Regions from separate parts of the Macaca mulatta genome. Here regions 1 and 3 are each linked to region 2. The links are chromatin contacts, called in public Hi-C maps. All regions are on one chromosome and are shown on one strand. Each heading gives the region's core, a stretch centred on a gene start, on an enhancer-like site or on the middle of the called end of the contact. The rest is flanking DNA. Distances are from core to core; before and after follow the strand shown. Region 1 holds the start of TMEM209 (transmembrane protein 209). Region 2 holds the start of MEST (mesoderm specific transcript). Region 3 holds the start of KLHDC10 (kelch domain containing 10).

The links. A called contact is a pair of places that touch in the nucleus more often than the background predicts.
Region 1: a Hi-C map of fetal cortical plate shows a contact between it and region 2, with 1.7 times the contacts expected there. The contact joins the promoter of TMEM209 here to the promoter of MEST in region 2. A contact is called at or near these places in 2 of 14 Hi-C or Micro-C datasets (fetal cortex germinal zone and fetal cortical plate).
Region 3: a contact with region 2 is called in a Hi-C map of fetal cortex germinal zone, with 3 times the contacts expected there. The contact joins the promoter of KLHDC10 here to the promoter of MEST in region 2. A contact is called at or near these places in 3 of 14 Hi-C or Micro-C datasets (fetal cortex germinal zone, fetal cortical plate and liver).

Annotation. Positions count from the first base shown.
Region 1 is chr3:169,889,445-169,892,873 of T2T-MMU8v2.0, forward strand. It overlaps TMEM209 (transmembrane protein 209), which reads right to left and starts at 2,009. Exons shown (of 15, transcript NM_001257572.1): 1 at 1,985-2,009; 2 at 587-723; 3 at 405-463. The coding sequence starts at 1,987.
Region 2 is chr3:170,181,230-170,184,312 of T2T-MMU8v2.0, forward strand. It overlaps MEST (mesoderm specific transcript), which reads left to right and starts at 1,348. Exons shown (of 12, transcript NM_001260942.1): 1 at 1,348-1,511. The coding sequence starts at 1,486.
Region 3 is chr3:169,749,999-169,753,513 of T2T-MMU8v2.0, forward strand. It overlaps KLHDC10 (kelch domain containing 10), which reads left to right and starts at 1,275. Exons shown (of 10, transcript XM_077997333.1): 1 at 1,275-1,454. The coding sequence starts at 1,385.

The sequences.
Region 1 (3,429 bases), core at 759-3,258, 290 kb before region 2:
GAGGAAGGCATCAATGGAGCAGAAATCTGGGCTGGTCTTGAAAGGTAAAAAGGTAGAGACGCAGAAAGGGCATTTCAGGAGAGTAACAAAAACAAATCTCACTAACCTCTAAACTTATTTTTCTTCACAGAACTCATAATTACCTGAAGTGTTGTTTATTAATTTGATTGTCTAAGAGAATGTTCCTTTCATAATAGCAGGGTTTTACCTTGCTCCCTTTCTGCTGTATTCCCAGTTTTTACAACCCAGCAGGCAGGCAAATACTTGTTGAATAAGGAAATGTATACTAAGCTGAATTAAACCTAAAGGCAGTTTTTCATTGGTAAATGTATACTAAGCTGAATTAAACCTGAAAGTAGTTTTTCATTGGTAAATGTAAGTTACAGTGAAAATTAATTACTTACCAATATACCAGAGGGGCCAGTATGTCACATTGTAATATGAACTAATCAATTTTCCAGTCCTGAAAAAAAATTAGAAAGGCTTTCCAATGATCTTAAAAACACCAAAAATCAAAAACACAAAAATCTGTGGAACCAGTCACCAGCTTCTTAAATTTTCACTTTTTTTGGGCTGCTTCACTTACATTTCAGTATATATCATTCCAGCCATAGATACATTTAGGAGTCCCCAGGCTAAGACCACTTTTCTAGCCTCTGTTTCTTTTCTCATCTTGATGGTTCTGTCAATAAGGGAAGCACTAGGGTGTCCCTCCCCCTGCATCTATGAAAAAAACAAAAAGCACAGGAATTAACCAAAAGAAACTATTGCTCCATTTAAAAACCAAATTTTGCATCCCTTACAAAGGTAACTGAAACTACATATACCTTCTCTCATCTTTAAAATGTTTTACCAAAACTTTTTCCATTTTAGTATCAGTATATAGAAAGGGAACCCAAAATTATACATAACTTCATTGGCATCACAGTGTAATCAACAGAGAAGTGGCTGGCTATGTATTTATTTATTTAGAGACGGAGTCTTGCTGTCTCCCAGGCTAGAGTGCAGTGGTGTGATCTCGGCTCACTGCAACCTCCACCTCCCAGGTTCAAGCAATTCTCCTGCCTCAGACTCCCCAGTAGCCTGGATTACAGGCGCCCACCATCGTGCCCGGCTGAGTTTTGTATTTTTAGTAGAGATGGGGTTTCGACATCTTGGCCAGGCTGGTCTCGAACTCCTGACCTTGAGATCCATCCGCCTCAGCCTCCCAAAGTGTTGGGATTGCAGGCGTGAGCCACCGCGCCCAGCCGTGGCTGGTTATTTAAGAACAACTTAATACTTCCAATATATAAAAATGTCTTATTTTGTAATTTAAGGATTAATGATTATGTCTGGAAATACTTTGTATTTTGTCTTTGGGGTATGTTACAAGGACCAGGCAGAAGGCTAATTTCAGAAACTCAAAATATCAAGTTTGGGAGGCTATATTCCATATCTCCTGTAAGTCATAAGGACTCTTCTACATCCTCATGCAGACGCCATTACTATCTAAACAACTCTGCATTTGGACGGCTGTACTCCAGGGCTCTCCCTTTTGTGTGTGGATAAAGGATAAGGATTTAAGTTTCAGAAGGGCACGTACTCATGATGGGGTAGTGAGGGGAGTAAGAGGGAGAGAGGGGAAAACGTGCATTGTTTTGGTCCACATTTGGGATTTGTAATTCCTTTCTTCAGCTAGGCTCAACTCTTACAGACAATGCAAAATTTGTTCCAGCGACAAGGAGTTGTATCCCACAGGGCATAGAGCAACAGCCTTCGCACCACTCAGCCCCCGCGTCCCTTTCCCAGTCCAGAGCTTCCCTTCCCGGCTCCTCGGCACGAACTTCAGCGACTCTATTGCTTCTTTCTTCCCTTCCCCTAGAGAGGCGGGACACCTAGTCACATCCCCCCTCGGCTAAACCCCGAACAGATCAGCAGGCGCGGAACTCCCACAACCCGCGTGGATTCCAAAACAGGAAGCACAAACATGACCCCGAAAACGCACCGTGTCCTCTGGCCGGAAAACGCAGACTCCCGCCACTCTCTCTGGGCATGCGCGAAGCCAAGGGCAAGAGGGAGGCGACCGGCAGGCGGCTCTAAAGTTACCGGAAGAACTGGGCAGTCTCTTCTCGCGAGAAAGGGAGGGGTCGCAGGCCCTGGCGCTCGGAGCGTTACCAGGGAAACAGGTCTTGGTTTTGTGGCTCCCACTCAGCTGCGGGTGAAAGCTAAGCAGCAAAATTCAGAGAACCCGCAGTAAAAATAATTATAACGAGCCGAATTTTGTATCTATTAATATAATTTTAGCTTCCGTAGGGCATTTATAGACTCACATGTGTAAACTGATCAAGTAGGGTGGCTCACCGTAGGATAGAGTGGCATGATAAAGTGGCCAGGACACCATCAGTAACAAAGCATTTCTTTCTTTCCCCTATGCTAAAACATCTGTGTCAAGAGTTCTGACCCCATGTAAAGTCTTTTTTTGTTTGTTTGTTTGAGACAGGTTTTTGCCACGTTGGCCAGTCTGGCCTCTTATCTCCTAACCTCAAGGGATCCTCCCGCCTCAGCCTCCCAAACGCCTGCTGGCCTCCCACTGCCTTTTGGGATTACAGGCATGAGCCATGGCGCCAGCCTGAATTCTTAAATAATCTGTTTAGTAGGGTGCAGCAGTAACAAGCACACCCAAAATTTGTTTTATTGAAGTTGCTGGTGGTTTTGAGATTAAAAATAATAACAACACGTTTTCCTATGTATTTTCTGGAAGAGCTTCTCATCCTGAGGAAAAGGTTGGGCTTTGTTTCATTTAGCACAAGTGTGCCGCTGAGCGAGGTGCAGGGATATAGAAAATAAGAGCCCCCTGGTTACTACCCAGAGGAGCTCAACCCCAGCGGAGGCCCAAAGATGCATTTCGAAGGCAGGTGAGGTGGTGCAGTGCGCCCCAAGGAGGCCCGTACAGCCCAGCCCCAGCTCTCGCGAGCCTCCTGGAGGAGATGACGCGTTCGAGAGTCAACAGCCAGAATCCCAGGACCTGGGGATTTGTTCTGAAGTGTGCCTCTAATAAAAACATTAAACCATGTCACAATAAGCTACTGGATTATTACATCATGCATGCCCAATGGCCAAAGTTTTTCCTAAAATGATCGTAAGGTTAATACCGCGTGGTATTGTATATTAATGAAAATCGGCAGGTACCCTGTGCTCTTAAAGAGCTAACTTTTTTTAGTTAAGTTTTATCATTTTTAGATTGCTTTAGCAGCAATGTTGTTTTGCTCTAGTTTTAGATTTAGAGATGAACTAACTTGAAAATTGTTCAAAGTGAAGGAGCTCAAGGTACAGTCAAAATTAGAATACCAACTGGGCGCGGTGGCTCACGCCTGTAATCCAAACACTTTGGGAGGCCGAGGCGGGTGGATCACGAGGTTAGGAGATGGAGACCAGCCTGGCTAACACGCT
Region 2 (3,083 bases), core at 98-2,597:
GCGTTTACTGGGGGCAACCAGACCCCTGCAGAAGTGTACCTGTGTTGTGCCACAGGTTCTGATGACAGGCTTATAGGCGGTAGTTTCCTCAGTGTCCGTGGGTCGCCCTGGGTCACGGGTTGGAGGCCCTGCGGGCCAGCGCCGAACCTTTCGGGTGCAGAGTTACAGAGTCGCGGAGGGCCTGGGCCGTGCGCGACCGAAGGGAGGCCTGCAGCGCCCCCTCTGGATGCAGCGGGCACCGGCCGGCCGGCCGGCCGCCCCGCTCACCAGCTTGCGCCCCGCGTGCGTTCGCCAGTATTTCAGTTTATGGTCAGAAAATGAACACAGACACTTCGTGATACTCTACACTTTTCAAAGGCGTAAGGGATGCCTTTTAAAGGATTATGGTTAGAAAAATTCCTCCCTCTTTCTTGTGCCACTGAGCCCTTGCACTGTGATTCTATATTACGTAAATAAAGGGGGCTTTGCTCTCCTAATTGTGCCCACTCTTCTGTGCAGCGCGGACTGGCTCATGCAGGGAGCGGGGCTGCGAGGGCGCTGCTGTGGCCGGGAGTCTGGCATGCCGACCACGTCGCGCTGCTGTAAAGGAAACCTGCCCCGCGCGGTGGCGGTGGCTGGAGTGGCAGAAACCGGACTTTGTGCAACTTTGGCCATAGTGGCCATACCATGAATCTGTTTACTAGCTTGGTGGTGGGTCCAGCAGAGCTTGTCGCTCCCTAGCCGCTTGCTCGTGCCCTTGGTGGTTACCGGGAGTTAGGGACTTAGGGCGCGTAGGGCCCTCGTGGCTTGCCACCTCTCACGGTTCAGTACGAGGGACGGGAGCAAGCGCCACGGCCGGCACCCCCGAGCCCTGCTGCCCCTTAGGTCGAGCGGCCATCCTCCTGTGGGGCTTGTGGGCGGCCTGTGGGGTTTGTGGGTGGTCTAAGGAAAGTGTTGGGGCTCTCAGGGGTCTGCTGTTTTTGCCCGTGGCCTTAACTCGTCAGGGGAGGGTTTCTGCAGCAGAATCTCGGGCTCAGGGTTGGGGGTTCACGAGGGAGTAGCGGGGTCTTGGGGAGGGGGCTCGACACCCCTGAAGGTGCTCCCTAAAGGAGCCACTGTTAGAGGGGCACCCCATCTCTGTGGCCGTGGCAGTGGCAGAGTGGCTGGGAGGGGCTCTGCGGCGAGCGGGGGAGCAGGCGGTAGGGGTTCTGCGGCGATGGGCGGGCTAGGGGCGGGGCGCGGGTGGGCTCTAAAAGTCGGTGCCCACTCGCTCCGCGCTGCCGCGGCAACCAGCACACCACGGCACCTCCTCTGCGGCAGCTGCGCCTCGCAAGCGCAGTGCCGCAGCGCACGCCAGAGTGGCTGTAGCTGCCGGGCGCGGCGCCGCCCTGCGCTGCTGTGGGCTGCGGGCTGCGCCCCTGCTGCCGGCTGGCCCTGCACAGCTGCGGGCTCCGCGGCGCCCGGTGCTCTGCAACGCTGCGGCGGGCGGCATGGGATAACGCGGCCATGGTGCGCCGAGATCGCCTCCGCAGGTGGGTGTGCGGCGGGAACGAGGGGGTGTGGCTGGCCGCCCTGGGACTAGGGCGCGGGCGAGTGGCGGACTGCTTGCCCGTGCTCGAGCCGGGGCTGCCTTCGGGCGAAAACTCTACCGACAGGCGGCACGCATTCCGCGCCCGCTCTGCCTACTTGAGGAGGGGGTGTCACTCCTGCACGCAATGGAATGTTCAGAGCGCGGGACCTCTTTGGGTTAGGATTTCTAGACCCCGGGATTGCCTTGGTGAGATTTAGGATTTCTGGACCCCAGCGTTATCTTGATATGACTTGGGATCCATAATGACCCTGGTCTCACCCTGATACGAATTGGGATTTTTAGATCCTGGCATCACCCTGGCGCGATTTAGGATTTTTATACTCATTGTTGCAGCATGATTTAGGATTTCTAAACCCTAGCATCGCCCTGATTTGATTTAGGATATTTGGACTCTGGCTTCCCTCTGGTGCGATTCAGGATTCTTAGACTCCGCCTTTGCCGTGGCGCGATTTAGGATTTATAGATCCCGGCAAAGCCCTGGTGCGATGTAGGATTTTTAGACCCCGCCATTACCGTGGCGCGATTTAGGATTTCTAGACCCCCAAAGAGCCCTGGTGCGATGTAGGATTTTTAGCCCCGCCATTGCCGTGGTGCGACCTAAAGGATAGACCCTAGCATCGTCCTGGTGCGATTTAGAGTTTTTAGAACCCCAGTATCTCTGTGGCGCACCTTAGAATTTCAAAAACAAGATAATTGCAGTGCCGAGATCGCCGCGGTGCACCTTAGGATTTCAAGACCCAGGTACCACGGTGGCGGGAGTCACCGCAGAGTGACTACTTAAGTATTTTTTAGATTTCAGTAACAAGCGCGAGTGAGAACGGCGATGTGACCAAACGGTCATGTTGCGCAGCGATTGTTCGCCTTAGTTTCGCGGGTTTATAAAGTGGTTCATTCATTTTGCGGCGACGCCATCAGGTGGGCAGCAGGTTGGGTGATATTATTACGGGAGTGTGTTTTTCTGTTTACCAGATGAAGAAATCAAGGCCCAGAAATTTCTGGAAAGTTTGTTACTGGAGTTTGCTTATTTTCTCTGCTCATGGCTCATCAAATAATTGGGATTTTGGCCAAAAAATGTTTGCTTAACCCATTTCGCCTACTGACTGCTAGGCTGCTTCACTTCTAAAAATCCTAAAAGGTCATGGGGGCATTTTTACTGAGGTAATGAGACAAGAAACGGCTCCTTGAAAGGTTGCCGCTTTGCTTTCTTGGAGTAAGAGGAGGAGGGTGTGGAGGGGGGTGTCCAGGAGTGGAGTATGTTGGTCGATCGCCTCGATTTTTAACCCCCATTTTCCCTAAGCGCCAGCGGGGAAGCCTCCCCATTTGCCGCTCTGGCCGCCCCTCCCGGGGCTCTCTGCTGAGTCACTGCAGAGATTCAGCTGCTGGAACCCCATGGAGGAGCGCGATGAGAAGCACTGGGGGAAAGGAGTAATGAAATCCGCACATGAAAATGTATGCATTGAAGTAAAGGACAGATAGCGCTGGGCAACTGATCATCAAAACTTAATGCTTTTTG
Region 3 (3,515 bases), core at 25-2,524, 430 kb before region 2:
AGTAGTGTGCTATGGTGCTAGTAGCTAAAACATCTCTGCCTACAGGGACTGGAAGTAAGAAAACAAGGAGGCAGGGCCAGTGGCGACCAGAAATTTGCACACCAGGACCAAAGGGTATTTGTCCTCAGCTCCAGCAGAATTTCTTTTTTCCCCTGCAACCATGAAATGTTCTTCTAATGCAAAAGAAAAAAAATCTGTCACATCTAAGGACCTTGAAAAGTTTTGTTTCCCTTGAGGAATTTGATATGCTTTTTCCATATCATTTAGAAACATCAGTGTGTAGTCTGTTTTCCCAGTTTGCAATGCGCCCAGTAAGTCTCAAGCCAAAATTTCTGTTTAATTTTGGAACAATAGGACTCCTGATCGGCACATCGAAAGTTTTCTTTGATCTTGATCTTCCATACCCGTTACTGCCTTTTATTTAATTTTACATTTCCTTTTGATTATATATCTTCCAAGCTGATTAAAATTTTCTACTAGCCAAAAGGAGTTTGAGTGAACAAAAATATTTACAGAGCCATCAGCCATCTATGAGAATACCTTTTTCTTGGCATTCCACACACTGCCGGGTGTTATTTGAAAAATCTTTACTGAGGTAATAAGCCAAAAATGGTTTCTCATTGGGGTTTTATTTTGTATTTCTAAGATTACTGGTGAGAGTGAGCATTTTCCCGTATTTGTTAACCAGGTTTAAAACTGTTTGATTGGGACGTGGCTTATACAGGGACGAGTGCAGTTAATCCGACTGAAAGACAAATGAAACCCAGGAATATCTGGTTCTTACATTTTAACTTTGACTCCGCCCCGGGTCCCCTCACCCACCCCGACCCCAAGCAAGCCCTTTGTGTCAACTGTCAGGGAATGGGATCTCAGTCTGAAAAGCTGGCAGAATACCGTATTGCCCCCAAATATGTGTATTATGCTTATATCCAGTGTCTGATTGCAATGTTTACAGGAAAGAGTTCCTGAACCCTAACCAAACCTGAGGCACTGGCCGTCGCCGTGTTTCCGCAGGCGCGGCCTCTGACACTCGGCCTTCGATTGGCCCGCCTGGTCCCGCAGGAGTCGGGGTGACGCCGGCCAGCCCAGCGCGGACGATGAGAGCGAGGAGTGGCTGCTTCTGCCTTTCTCTCTCCCCACTTTTTTTTTTTTTTAGCCATAGCTATGGTTACCACGTTTCTCTCCGCCTCCCTCCACCTACCAAGAAAACGACTGACCATTGGCTGCCTTTCACCAAGGCGGTAAGTCATTGGTCTCTGGTGGGACCGGGCGCTGCCCCCTTCCCCTGTCTCCTGGGTCTCTGAAGGAGCCCAGGAAGGAGGTTCCGCTGGTGCCGCCGGGTCAGGCGCTGACGGGACCGGGCTGCGGCAATCGTTAGCGGGTCATGTCGGCCGCCCAGGGCTGGGACAGGAACCGCCGGAGGGGAGGAGGCGCCGCCGGCGCTGGTGGCGGAGGTAGCGGGGCCGGCGGGGGCAGTGGGGGCAGCGGGGGTCGGGGGACTGGCCAGCTCAACCGCTTCGTGCAACTCTCCGGGCGGCCGCACCTGCCAGGTGAGTCGTGGGACAGGGTCCTGACCGCTTGCGGGCGCGGCGGGCGGGAAGGTGACTGCTACCTTTTCTTTTTCTCCCTGGCTTTCTTTTCCTTGGGAGGAGGAAAGGCAGGCCCCACGCATAGCAGAGAGACTGGGGATCAGAGAAAAGGGAAGGTGTCTTTGAGGTCAGGGAGGGAACAGGAGCACAGCGAAGAAAAGTATCTTTGCTCTGTTGAAAGCTCTGTACTGAGAGTTGTGTTTTCTTTTCAAAGGAGAGGCCACTGTCTCATTGACATTTCCAAATGTTTCTGTTACTCGGTTCCCAATCTCTTCCCCTTCCGCAGTTTGATCTTGTAAATGAAAGACATTGGCGCCTAGCTGTGGGAAATTATTTCAAAAAGGGTGCCAAGTTAAGGAGAGAAGAGGGAAGCGCATTCCAAGGAGTGATTTTGTAAAAACTACCCGGGGTGTGTGTGTAAGAGGCATTCTGAAACAGAAGAAAGGGGTGGGGGAGTGTTGGCTGGGAGTGTATGGGAAAGAGAACCTACAGAATTAGGGAAAACTAGTTGGATTATTAATATTTTGGAATGTCCAGAGACAGAATGGATAATGGGGTCTAGGTTTTAGGGGAGAAAGTGAAGATCAAAAATATACCTAGTGACAAAATTATGCTGTGTTTACGATATAAAAACAACTAAGAATTGGAAAAATGTACCCCATACCATTATTTCACATTTTGGTCTACAGTGCTGTAGTCTTGAGTTCAGATGCTTTTGAAAACAAAATAAAATCAAGTGGCTATGTATGTGTAGACAATTTTAAAGAGGTACGTTTGTAATCGAATATTCAATCTAGTAGAAGGAAGGTAGGGAATTAAATAATGCACAGAATGTCAAATATCCCACTGGGCAAGCCTATTTTTACTATGAAAAGAACTATCAGGAATGATGTGTTAATTATTCATCGTGTTTTTTTGTGAATAATATTGATTATATTAGTGATATATTTGTTTAGCTGATGAGTTTTGAGAACATGATGAATTGATTTTTTTGAATTGTACTTATGACTGTGCCTTATACTTCTAAGTAGTCAAAAATTATTATTTGATTAAATTGAAGATGACAAAGGAAATTAATTTAGCACATTTAATGAGACAATTGCTTATGTTTGTGATGAGGTTATTGATGTGTGCTAGAAATGTACATTACACCATTTATATGCGCCATTAAAATTAAATCGAGGCATTTGTAAGTAATCATATAATATACCAGAAGTTGGGTTTGAGATGTTAATATCAGACTGGGCGCCCTAGAATTTCCAAATATATGATCCTTAACATGAAAAAGAAAAAAGGAGCAATCTTTATTCTTACTCCCAATTAACAATACAAACTTAGATTTTTGTGTATTGACAGCTTAGAAGATGGAACTCTTAGCAAGCACTGTCACCAGTTTGCCCTCTTCTACTGTAATCTTTAGGTCTTTGATCACGGATTAATTGTACCATGGGCTTCATGTAGGCATTCCTAGGTTCCTAGAACCTGGTTGGTGCACTTCCTCACTGCAACCACGTGATGGCAGTGGAAGCCATGATTTCTGCTAAGGGGCTTCAGTGTGGAGCTATTTCTGCATTCCCTTAGCACACAAGACCAAGAACAGCCATTTATCCGGAGGTAAAGATAAACGTGTCTAAACTGTGAAAATTTGTAAAGTGGGGTCATCAGTATCTTTTTTCTGCTTCCCTTTTCTCTTGATTGACACTTCATTGCTCCTTTACTCATTCTCAAAACTGGGACACATCTGATATCTCAGTGTATTATATAGTTTGAAATTCTTTCATACTAATTCTTTATTCTCCTAGGTATTGCATTTTAAGCCTCTCCCTTTTCTTGTATTTTGATAGATTTTGAAAGATTTTAGGTGATGGGGAGGAGTAGGATGTCTAGGCTTGGTTGACGGGCCTTGGAGATAAAACCTTTTTTTAA